Linked DNA regions of Bicyclus anynana: region 1 is linked to region 2. A link is a contact called in public Hi-C data. All regions are on one chromosome and are shown on one strand. The core of a region is the stretch at or near the end of the contact, and the rest is flanking DNA. Distances in the headings are between cores, read along the strand shown. Region 1 overlaps LOC112056919 (probable nuclear hormone receptor HR3). Region 2 overlaps LOC112056919 (probable nuclear hormone receptor HR3).

Region 1 (6,798 bases), core at 1,686-4,185, 58 kb before region 2:
CAAATTACTGAGTAAACTCAATTTTATTAAAATGTTTAAAATTGTTACAATATTAATGTTGTTTATAAATTCATTTGAAATCGTCTTGAAACTCGGTTGAAACCTTTTCAAAGTTTATTTATCCCTAATATGTAAAATAACTATAATTATATTAAATAGCAAAGCAATTAATAATATTAATATTAATATTAGACCATTGTTTACACATTAAAAGTATAAACAATGGTATAATTATATAATAATTATTATTAATCGACCTGATAAATAAGTCATTTAATTATTATCAGCCTTTTCCTTACAGCTGTTATAAGGTCAACATAACTGAACGCTATCTATTAGCGAACGTAAGAACTAAGTAGTACCGCTACCCAACGCTAGATGGAGATAGGTTATACGGTATACCGTTACAACGTCATTGAAGTTTGTCGCGATAGGCCCGTTAGGTAATGACTGACATGAATGTTTGTTATGTATTACGGAAAGGTCGGTAACGGTACGGTATGGCATGGATTATACCACAGACAGAACGTATTTTGTAACGGATTCGCTTAGCGTGTGTAAAAATGCATGGGAATTCTTACCGTTCTTGGAAATTGTGTAAATTACCAGCTCTTTGATACAGTTTTACATTACTGTTGTTTTTAATTGACATTAACCACGTTTACTGTACACTTCATATATTTAATATTACATAACATTTCTTACTACACCTGTAGTGGGAAATTTTCACAAAAAACATCTAAATGTTCCATTAATTAATAAAATAAAAACAATTATTTTACTGAAAAGAGACTGACATTGAAGTTAAAAGAGAAAGGTTCATACTGATTTACGTTACAATGTCCCGATATAAAGAACACAACCAAGTAGAGTTTACCGATGTTTGTCTGTCGAGTAAATTAAAAAATGTAAGTAAAACGCATATTTTAATAAAAACGTGTTTTAAACATAATATCTATCAATCTTCAAAAATCGATTATTAGTCGAAAGAATGGTTAACACCACAATACAAAAATGTATGCAAGTCTGTGCTACCTACATTTTTTTAATTTACTAACGATTTTTGCTATTATAATGATTACAATTATTTATAATTATGTTCAATACATTTTCAATGTACCTATTGTTAGTTTAACGCTTTCACTACTTTATCAAATAAAATAATATAAATATGTTTTAAAAAAATAAATAAAGTGTGTCAGCTCCGACGCACGAATGGAGCTTACTCTTTCAGATCCACTGTCTAAATAGGTATATGTTGCCCCGCTGTATACACTATGTACGTCTCAATACTTACGCCTGAAAAAGTGCAAGGTGCGCAGACTAGGTTGCGCACAAAAAACGTAACGCTGTCATTCATTCATCGAATTTTACTACCCATTCTTTTTTCATACCGTGTGGTTATATGTGAAAAATCGATTCTTAAGCAGGATCTCGGGGGCGTCCGGACTGATTCACTGAGGTCACGGTTACACCTTCCCGAATGGCCATCTAAGCCGAGGTCCGAGTCTCATAGGAGACGTCCTTAGAGAGCCGTTCCGTCCTCTATCTTTATTTCAGCCTTCGGGTCTCATCAGGCGATGCTTCTGCGCTCGCCCAAACCCCCCGGTGACGCTGTAGTGGTCCCACATGGAGCCATCGGCACTTACTCAACACGAAAAAAAAAATACTTAAGGAGTAAGCTCCAAAAATATAAAATCCCAGTACCTGTAGTGTCCATGGAACTGGTCGCTGGAGCTGGGCGTCTGCTGTTGTGTGTCGTACACGGAGTCGGGCGCCGAGTCCGCCTGCGCACGCGTCTGCTGCGCCTGGAAGTATCTGACCTCGTCCTCGACCTTCTCGCGTTGCTTCTTTGACATGCGCCCGAATTTCACCGCTGAAATTAAAAAGAAATATATGATCCACCACTCTGGAATTATCCCAAATATAATAGAATACTTTTCGTTAAATTCTGTTATGTTCTGTTCCCAAGTCCTATTTATCATTGTACTAAAATTTATTTTATCGGTATAGCCATGAAGGTTACTTAAAGACAGACTTTGGTATCAACCCATATTCGGCGCACTGCAGAGCTCAAGTCTCCTCTCAGAATGAGAGGGGATAGGCCAATAGTTCACGACGCTGGCCCAATGCGGATTGGCAGACTTCACACACGCAGAGAATTAAGAAAATTCTCTGTTTCAAGACAGACTTACTTTCACATTTATAATTTTAGCATGAACGGATGGAAGGTTGAAGGAAATAAATATATTATGACAATACACACATCAATAGCCCCAAAGTAAGCGTGACCGGTGTTAAACCCTTAACTAAGATCCTGAAGATGAAGGTTTCCTTGAATGAGGCCTCTCTAAATACAAGTCTTTTTAGTGCGAGTGTCCAAACTCCCCTTGAGACATTATATGCATAAGCTAAGGACTGTTTTGACTATTTAAAATAAGGAATATTATTATTCAAATTTATAACGCTTTTAAGCATAATCAAAATTTAATGAAAAAGTATAAATTTTATAGTGTAGTGTATAATTGTTTTTTTTAATTACTAAAATAAAAATCAGTGCAAAAAAAGGATCAAACATTTGAATTTAGAATTGTTGTTTCCGCTACTCGCCGCTATGGCTCTACTTTCGATTATAATGACGTAACCAACAAAAAAAAAACGTTGCTTATCATAAAATTCCCACGCAAAAACCTACGCTATTAATAAAAACAATTAATTACTTAAATACATTATTTGAATGTAGGTAATACAATATATTACTCAACAGTTTACACAACCAAACGCGCGTGTGTGCGAATGTGTACGCATGTAGAAGTAATCTTGTTTGCTTGAGATGTGTGCGTGCGGGACAAGCGGCCATTGGCATACTGCCTAGTAGAACAACGAACTTTGACGACGCGTAGTGACGTATATATCCTACGTAGAGTGGTCCCGTTCTATAAGCCGAACGAATACAAACGCGTTTTACGGCCGAACAATTATTCACTTATAGCTACGCCATTCAATTTGGTCGTGTTATCGACGCGGTTTTCGGTGGTACATAATATTTTTCTTTTGTTAAAACGTTCGATGAACCCGGCCAGTAACACGAGCCGTGGTAGGCTTATAAGTTTTATGTAGGAACAGGTCTTTGATCCTGGTTATTTATGTTCGAGAATCCAATATGAATTGAGCTTGCTTTTCGAACATTTGATATAGGATTAGAGCTCTTGCTGAGTGGATGAAATTTTTGGGACGGTGTCCTTCAGTTTAACGTCCTATTTTTATAGGTTTTTCGGACAAAAGTACTATTTTGTCTAGACTCTTACAAAAGATTTCTTGTTACGCATAAAGGAGCCAGCGATTTTGATTATTTATGATTTATGGAGTTTGCTTTATTGCTTTTCGTATTAGGGAATAACATTAAGAGGTCGTTGAACTGTAACCGTTTCACGAAAATTCTTGCTTTTAACATTCATTTATATTTTATTTGATTATTTTTCTTCAACCACGCCCAATAACTCTTTTCTTACACGTCAAAGAGAATACCTTTACGAATCCACCTTTAAAGCCGACTTTAAAGAAAAGGTGCCTAGCTAATTTTAAAACGGGATATAAGGGTGGTTTTATATAAAGTTGGTCTATACCAGTGGCGTGCATAAATTTTATTTGGAAAATATACTTCCAAAATTTAAGCGGTCAATCGAACCAGGGACCTTTTTAGAAGCAATGCTTACCCAACTTAGTCAGAGAGGTACTTGAAAAAATGACCAATCCAGTACGAACACTAGAAATAACTTGTATGTATAAATTATAAGTAACGTCACGAGTACTCGCATAGCGAGACGTCGACCGAGCGTATAGTGACGCGACGGATTGTGCAATACTATATAACGCGCTAGTGAGGTGACTGCAAAATATATCGATATCGTGAAGAAGAATGAAAGAATGCAAATATGATTCGAATGAACGATTCGATGAATCAAAAATGCGTTAAATACAAAAATAAGGCCATAAATCGCTTTGTCAATCATTCGCGAATGATTGATGTTTAGAGCGAACAAAAAGGTTTTATTATATAAAAGCTAACATTATTATAATGCGTGGAGCCTAAGAAAAATATTTTCTTGTAAATGTTGCAGAAAATTACTGATTTACAGTTTCATTCATGTTTAAGTCATGGGTGAAAGAGATTGCAACAAAATCATCATAGAATGCTCCGGTTTCCTAATGTAAATAGTATGGTAAAACTTACTTATGGTGTGTGTTGAATCTGGGTGAAGTTATTGCTTACATTCATCATTTATTAATAAAATAAAACTATTCCAAACTACTGAAAAGTAACGAATTTTATATGCATAATACTTATACCTTCTTATTTTATTTTACAATATTTAAAAATTGCAATCTCAAAACCAAAGGAGTAAATTAATATTTTGCATGAAGATGACATAATTATTGTTTTAACGCTTTACAAGAACACAATATTCAGTGAGAGAGATTCTGCCAATGAAGGGCTGATATAATTAATTGATTGTAGAAACAATTCAGGGCGACGGCCTTTACTAATCATTAATATTGATATTAAATAATGATTCTATGAAACACTTATTTTGCTTATCATTGTGGAGTTAGAACATGGAGCCAAGTAATTGTTTTATGCTAAACAAGCATTGTATTATTTACGATCCAAAATGAACATAATGCAATTACAAACTAGTTAAAGAGTGATAAATATTACCGCTATGCTTATCTCAGCCGCTGTTTTGATTTGGAAAGTTTAATTGCCAGTGTAAATGTAAGGATAGGTACACGTATGATGCTAGGCAGTTTATACTACGACGTATTCCTAAAGGTTTAGAGAAGGTGGGAAGATAAATTAGAACCGTGGTAAAACATATAGTGTACCATAAGTCGAGAAAATATAAATAGAAAAGAGTACTAAGCAATATAGCTTGAAAGGTCTTAAGTGACATTTTCGAAAAATTGTAAAAACTTATAGGTACACATAAAGTGTTGCAAATAACGATTGAAAGTTCTCTTAAAAATCTGCCATTTTTTTTGTTGTCTTCACGGAAATTGGTACATTGACTATCGTTGAAATATAAATTACCAATAAAAGAACAGCAATCAACATTAATTTTCTCGCAGACAATATCACGGACGTCCACTGGTTAATTTAATACCAAAGCTATGAAAACTTCAAACGCGTCTAGTCTCGAAAATTCTGCTTCAATCTGTAAAGCCACTAAGTTCCTTAATATTCACCGCTACAATGTTATACAATAGTTATCTAATCATCGTAATTGCTTTTAGTGTGTATCAATAAAAAGCAGATAATAACTTGAAGTTCTGACTCTACACATAACGAGACCAGTGACGCATTGCGTAATGTTGCTAGTGATGTGACTGCTAAAGTTCAATATATTTATTTTATCGATAACATTACAATCGTCAGTATTAAACCGACAATAGTATAAGTTGCATTTTGGTTAGGCTTGATTACTTGATGTATAATTTAAAATAAATTATAAAATTGTTATATACATTCATAAATAAAAGGTTAAAATTGTATTTCTTGATATTACACATTACTCGTAATTCCATAAATATTTTTGATAATATAAGATGAGATGGGTACAATAAACAAAGGGAGAAAAATATTATTTTCTTCTGTCTATCGAAAGACACAGGTATCTGAATAAATCGAGTACGTTCTCATGGCGTAAAATATTTAATTTAAAGTTTTCATATTTCATTAAAAATATTCCATTGTCTTTTTAGATTAGCTTTGAAGTTTCTCCAACAGATTCCTCAAATTAAAGTTTCAAATTATGGACTTTTTAAAAATTATTGTCTCTCGTGTTTCGTTCATATTTCATTCTATCATTGCTTAAATGAATTCTGGGAATCGAGCTCTGGACTTTGTCAGGTGATCTCTTATAGCGTATTTCATTAAATTAATCTACTTCATACGAAGCTATCCAATCACGACAATTAATTACATTTCAAGCATGTTATGCAGAGTCATGATGGTACTTACGAATATAAAATGCAGAATGAAAAAATAAAATCACATTGTTTCAAACAAAGATGAGCACTGTTTTTGTTATGGAATTGAAGTTGATAATTTTAATAATAAATATTTAACCATAACCAGTATAAGATGGAACCGCGTAGCTGGTGAGTATTTTTGTAAAGTGCAACTACCTACCTTGCTTCTACTGTCTAACTTACAAAATTTATTATGAATATGAATATCGCAAAACCCGTTTTTTTGTAACATGATGGATATGCAAAATATATATATATATAGAATATTTCAGAGAAAGTCAGTTTCCCATGGAAAATGCGTATTGTTTTGAGTTTCATGTATGTATGTAAATTTCTTTATTCCACCATAACTTCAAAATGTACAAATCTGGGCTATTTTTAGAATTCTTACGTCATCTCGAACAGCAGTAATACATACTCTTGTCTGGTCATGATATATTTGTAGGTAAGTACATAATTATACATTTATCGATGTAATGTTACTATATTCATTCAGGTTTCGGTTTATAGGTCTTCAGTCGAAACTAACTACAAATGTAACGACATAGGTTCTTAAAGTATTTTTATTTACACTCCTCTGTTTCTTTCTATATAAACGCTTGTCTTAAAAAACTTGTTGTAAAATTCCTCTTATTTACGAGTTGTTGTGTATGTGTTTTTTTTTAAAAAACCTTTTTTAAAGTATATAAAGTTATTATTTTTTAAATAATATTAATAATAATAATATAATATTTTCCATTTTTATTGCATAAGCTCTAACATTTT
Region 2 (6,410 bases), core at 20-2,519:
CTTTCAACACTATTTGATACTAGCCGACGCACCGCGGCTTTACGAGTAGTTCCCTTTCCCGTGAGAACACGAAGATGTAATATATAGCTTATGACATTCACAAATAACGTGGCTTTATAATGGTAAAAGAATTTTCAAAATCAGTTCTGGAGATATATAAATTTTACCTCTTTTAAAATATTAGTATAGATTATTCTACTAGATTTCTGTTTCTACAGTCTTATAATATTTATAGAACAACATGTAAAGGGAAGCATTAAGCGACGTTTCATTTCAATCCTCCTTTGTAAGCGCCCTACGGGCTCTCAAGGTCGAGGACTCTCGAATATGTATAAAGGACTCTTCATATCTTTGTAAATTCCGTCTTTAAGCTGTGGTTTTTATATTCTGGGGCGCCTATCACACCGTATTATCATAAGTACGGTTTTTTATATATTTTCTTTGATTTATGAAATAGGTATTCTTTTAACATGTTCGTTGCGGTACGAGGTCAATTGACCTTGTACGTCTAGCGTGTTCAAGAATTACGAGGTCGATGGACCTCGTACCACACCAGAGGAAAGTACAGAAAAATCAATGCCGCAGCGAAAGTGTTAAAGGATTAAGATTAAAATATTAATAAAGGCGCGTTGATTTGTCCGAGAGGGTTGTTTTAGAATTATTAATTATTATTTTTATTCAAAACTTATTTTATCATGAGGAAATCGGCAGAGTCTACGACATAGTTTAACTAGTCGCGATGCTGAAGTGGCAATGGGCGGGCCACATAGTGTGAATAGGAAGAGTCGATGTAATCTTCTATCGGATGGATGGATTTTTACGGAGAATTTACACACTTTTTAACAATCAAAATCTGTTATTATATAAACTGAGTGAATAAAAAAAATATTATTTTGAATATTAATACATATACCAATATGAAATAAAAATAATACGAGTCCTTAATTCGAATCACATGCATAATCCCTATTCTGATTTGAGACATAAAACAATCAAGGCGGTCATGGGTTTAAAAATTAGGCTAAAACTGACTAAAATCATTCAAAAATGATGATAAAAAATATACAAGAAACAGGTTAAAAGTGATTTAAGTTCTGTGTGTAAAGGCGGTAATATTTCCAGCTCAACTACTACAAGTTTTTTTTTTAAATATAGATTTATAAGACAGATAATAGCAACAATGTAACAGTGTTGTTACAGTGGTGTGTGAAAGCGCGCCTGTGTAACATGTGGCGGCTCCTTGCGCAATACACGACACACAGCAATGGCGGTGCGTTGTACAGTGACACGTATTTATATCTGCTAAACCAGCCAAGTCATGTATCATTTAGTAGCTAGTAGTGTAGCTAGCGAAGTTTGTGAATACCACAGAACAGACAACGCTAAAAGCTGACGCTTTTAGCAATAGAAGTAGCAAAGGGCGTGGCCCGCGTACACCCGGGTGTGCGGAACATCGCAAGCGTGTCCGCACATGTATTAGCAGTCTTGTTTTGTTCTGTGACTAAAGAAATAAATAATATTCAACTCTAAAGTAAGGGTGACATGTTTCACTAAATATTAACCACCATTTCTCTAAAGTAAGGGTGACATATTTGATTTTTCACTAAATATTAAACAGCCATTTAGGCCACGACCCTGGATTCGCTGGTTTCAATACAAAGAATTGACACTTTATAAATCTAGTTAGCTCTTATATCTGTGGTTAATACAGAATGGAAAGGAGTATACTTAACATAAAATTAAAAGATAAAGTTCGATTAACAAAAATTAGAAAACAAACTAAGATTATAGTTATTAAAAACCAAATTAGAAAAGTAAAATGGAAATGGACTGGACATCTAATAAGAAGCAAGACTAAAAAATGGGCCAAAGAAGTTTGCCATTTTTTTATAATATGACCAATATTCCCATTCCCCTCCAACTAGTTGGCAAAGACAAAATAGACCAACGGGGTGGGGATCGAAGCACCACCCCTCGGTGATGAGTCTGACCGCTCTTACCGTTGAGCTATTGAGGCTTCCTTGGTCCACCTTGTGGGGGGGTCGAATAACCTAACACTGCTTTTCCCTCTACGGTGACATTCCAGCACCTTGAGACCACAACGTCAACGGGCTCTTTGAATTGTGTAACCTGCTTATTGTCACTTCAGCTTCGCGACTACGAGCTATGTCAGGTGTCACGTACAAGCTTTTCATTATTTCTAGAATTTTTCAGTAAAAATTCTCAGCACCGAGGTGGGTTGTTAATAGTTTACTCTTATATTATGGTAACCCTTGATCCTTGTCATTATCAGTAATTTATTCAACGAAACTGAGTAGTACATTTTAATACAAGTGCTACAGTAATAAATGTAGTGGCAGTGGCGAAGGCTGGAATTTTATCATAGGTAACCCAATGAAAAGGAAATTCATACCGCGTAATACGGTTTCAAATATATACCTCATAATCATTACAGTAATGAATATGTACCTATGGATTTGTACGGAAACGGTAACCCGGTGGGAATCGGCTTGTTGGACTCTTCGCCGCTGGTAAGTGGTATAGTTTTATAGGACCAGACCTCTTGTAACTATAACTATCGTTCAAGAGATCATCTCAGGAAACATAGATGTTAATATCTGTTGCCGACTGTACAAAACGTGATTTGTATACGAAATTTAAAATTGTGAAACGTTTGTCAATTTGGTTTTATAAATTGGGTTTTTTATGACTTCATTATGACTTCATCTAAGCCAGTTAAATGACAAGTATCACTATCAAATGTAATGATAATGATCGGAACCAATGGCCTATCGTGCTCTACGAGGCATAGGCCTTTAAAGACAACCAAGTTGTTAACTCTGCGATGAGAAATTGTACTGAAATGAAAAAAAAAACAAAAACGAAAAGCTTAGTATGATAGATTCGAGACTTCATACGTCATAAGAAAGCTCAGAGTTACACATCGGGCGAAGGGCCGATCTATGCCCACCCGGTGGACTGACGACATCAAGCGAGTTGCAGGGATTCGCTGGATGCAGGTTGCTCAGTATCGTTATGTTTGGAAGTCCCTACAAAAGGCCCATGTCCTGCAGTCCATCGGCTGATATGATGAAGATGATGATGACAAATTTACCCAGTTTGGTTAATTTTTATTACTAGTGCATACCCCGATCGACAACCTTATGCACGCCACTGCAGATGGACTGATGACATCAATTGAAACGCAGAGTCATTGGACGCAGGCGGCTAAGGATCGTGGTGATTGGAAGACACATCAAAATGCCCATATCCTGTAGTGGACGTTCATCGCTGATATAATGATGATGATGATGATGGATTCGAACCTAGGACTGAATCTACATAACCACTCGATCACTGGGGCAGTTTAAATATTAAATGTTTATAAAATGAACGAATAAGGTGAACCAATTAAACAATAACATTGCGAATGCACGCAAAAACAATCTAGGTCATAGTCCGCGAAATCGGCCCGACCTCCAAATAACGGTGAACTTGGCCCGCAAGGCCGCTGGGGTCAGATTAGGGCCAATAGAGACCTACTAGCCCAAAATGTAGAACATCTTGTGACCTATATAAACTTTTTGGCTCAGTTGCTACTTATCGATACTAGATGGCGCTGAAAATTAGCACTTAAACTCAGACCAATTATTGTATAGGACCTGCCTCGCTTGACGTTACTTTTCTGTCAAAGTATATGATCAACGATCTAATGCGATTATAAAAACTGTCTTTATAGTATCGATGTGAAATAGTTGTAATAGTGTTCGTCGGTTAAAGAGCTCCGTAAAAATACCTTTCTGTGTAATTGAATGGTGTAAAAAACGGGCAAAAACTTCTAGTTTAGTATAAGATATATACTAAATCTAAGCTCGTTTTCCTCAGAAAATGACAGACAATTTTGTTCGTGACTATGAGTGCGATACAGGTCCTTCTATAATTGGTCTGAGCACTTAAATGAATAAAAATATTATTATTTTGAAAATGACTTTCTGTTCGCTAAATCTCTGGGACATTCGCTAAATATTTATTTATTGCTTGTTTTGTTAGCACAGGGATAAATAAAATCTAAGTCTAAGTCCGATTTGCTTTGGATGTACTGGTAAGATTACAGACAAAACGCTTATGTATGTGTGAAGTTTCTTTAAAGAACGTTCCCCCAGTTCAATGCTCATTACAAGTGAATGCTTGAAAGTCTTCGTTATCAACCCATATTCGGCTCACTGCTGAGCTCGAGTCTCTTCTCAGATTGAGAGGGATTAGGCCAATAGTCCACCACACTTGCCCATTGGCAGACTTCACACACGCAGAGAATTAAGAAATTTCTCTGGTATGCAGGTTTCCTCACGACGTTTTCCTTCGCCGTTTGAGACACGTGATAGGTATTTAATTTTTTTAAATGTACACAATTGTAAATTTGGAGGTGCATGCCTTAGACCGGATTCAAACCCACATCCTTCGGAATCGGAGGTAGAGGTCATATCCACTGGGCTATCACGAAATTACAGTAGCGAAATTATAGCGTGAGAAATAAATAAATTCCAGTCCGCCATTTTGCTATATCCAAGCATTAAATCCTGAACAAAAGACTTTCGCGGAGTGATTAAGCGCGTAAAGCAACCGGTCAAAGCTAGTTCACAATAACCGAGCCGTGGAATTGCAAAATAATAAAAAAAATACTACCCTCTTTCATTAAACAGTCCCCAAGCCTAAAGGAAATTACTAGACTTTTCACAACACGTGGCGAAAATAGGCCATCTTTTATGATATTTACAATAAACTATCTCCTTCTCTGTCGCGCCCATTATATTGTTACATGCTGGAAAGGGACAGATTACTATCCAGTTTCCCCTCGCAACTTGATATCGTCCATTTTTCGGTAACCCGTACAACACTATTGCATTGTGTTTTCGGATTGTTGAATTGCTATTCTTAAACGTTTTCAAGAGATTTTAATGTACTCGTAAAATGTCATATTCTTCATGATTTTTGTGACGTGAAATATTTTTTAATATTTTTCTAACAATAACAATCATCCAGCGACATGAAGCTAGTTTAAAAAAAAAATACGGAAGCGATTTAAGTATGAACGAAAATGACGTATGGCTCTGGCTGATCATGAAATGAAATCATCATCATAATCATTATCAGCCGATGGACGTCTGATGGACATAGGCCTCTTGCATGGACTTCCAAACAAAACGGTCGAGCCTCCAACATCCAGCGGCTCCCTGCAACCCGCTTGATGTCTTTGATCCACCTAGTGGGGGTTCGACCAACACTGCGCTTTCCGCAATGTAATAAATATCAAATGTATTTGTACTATTTGACAGCAATTAGAATAGCTCTACAATAATTATTATCATTGATTTTCACAAAATTATTTTTTGTTTCTGATTATGCATAACTAGCGGACGCCCGCGACCTCGTCCGCGTAATAATCGGTGTAAACTTTATTTACCTATATAACCCCATAATATTATACATACCTATACTTATTTACACATTAAAAATACTTGAATCGCATTATCTTTACAATTATTCTGGCAGTATTTATAAATTAAGGACTATCATACAAACTTGCGAAAGCATGTAAACTACTCTAATCCGGCCCTGTCGCAAAAATCGTTTGCAACAGACGTCTACCAATTATAGAACACCTCCCTGCCAAATTTGAAGTTTGTAGCATAAGAAATTGAAGACTTTCATAGAAACTTGCGAGAGCCTTTAGGCCTCTTTAATACGACCCTATCGAAAAATCCGTTCTTAGCGGATATCCACTAACTTTAAACTACCTCCCTGCCAAATTTCATCTTTGTATGACAAGCGGTTTTTTAACATTTTAAGGTTAGGATAACATTATTGAGAGCTGAAGTTTGTAGGTTTTCTAGAGAGTTATCTCTGGACCGATTTGAAAATTAATTTACCACTAGTAAGCCACGTTATTTGTGAATGACATAGGCTATATTTTATACCCGTATTCCTACGGGCAACGGGAACCACGCGGGTAAAACTGCGTGTCGTCTACAAGTTAAATATAAACTACGTAACGTTCACAGAAGTTGTGACATTCTAAGTACTTGCCTCCATACTACATTTCGAAATCAATTTAAACAGTGTGTTCTATAGATATTGTACGTCATTAAAGCAAAATGGCGCTTATGTTATGTGTTTTAAGAGATAATATTATGTGTTGCACTTATCTTTTATAGGAAAACCGAGATACCGTCCCCTTCTATCTATGTTTTTTTTTTGTTTGCATTCGCGTCATTTTATCTATAAAGTGTAAGTGAATAAAAAGTATTTTTTTTTAATTTTTTTTTAAAAATCTACGGCCATATTTATAAATATGGTTTAGGATTTAAACCTCAAATTTCTTCAAAGTAAAGTCAACTTTAAACAGTACTATC

What was found. Hi-C and Micro-C count contacts between places; a contact is called where the count stands out from the background.
Region 1: a Hi-C map of whole body shows a contact between it and region 2, with 6 times the contacts expected there. The contact joins two enhancer-like sites. A contact is called at or near these places in 2 of 2 Hi-C or Micro-C datasets (whole body and whole larva).

Annotation. Positions count from the first base shown.
Region 1 is chr18:11,263,493-11,270,290 of ilBicAnyn1.1, reverse strand. It overlaps LOC112056919 (probable nuclear hormone receptor HR3), which reads right to left. Exons shown (of 11, transcript XM_052887007.1): 4 at 1,708-1,876. Among protein-coding and RNA genes, the nearest start is that of LOC112056920, 32 kb to the left of the region's middle. Within about 2 kb of position 2,935, at least 8 of the 8 cell types and tissues checked have open chromatin away from gene starts, as enhancers often do.
Region 2 is chr18:11,204,645-11,211,054 of ilBicAnyn1.1, reverse strand. All of the region lies in intron 1 of LOC112056919 (probable nuclear hormone receptor HR3), which reads right to left. Among protein-coding and RNA genes, the nearest start is that of LOC112056919, 79 kb to the right of the region's middle. Within about 2 kb of position 1,269, at least 5 of the 8 cell types and tissues checked have open chromatin away from gene starts, as enhancers often do.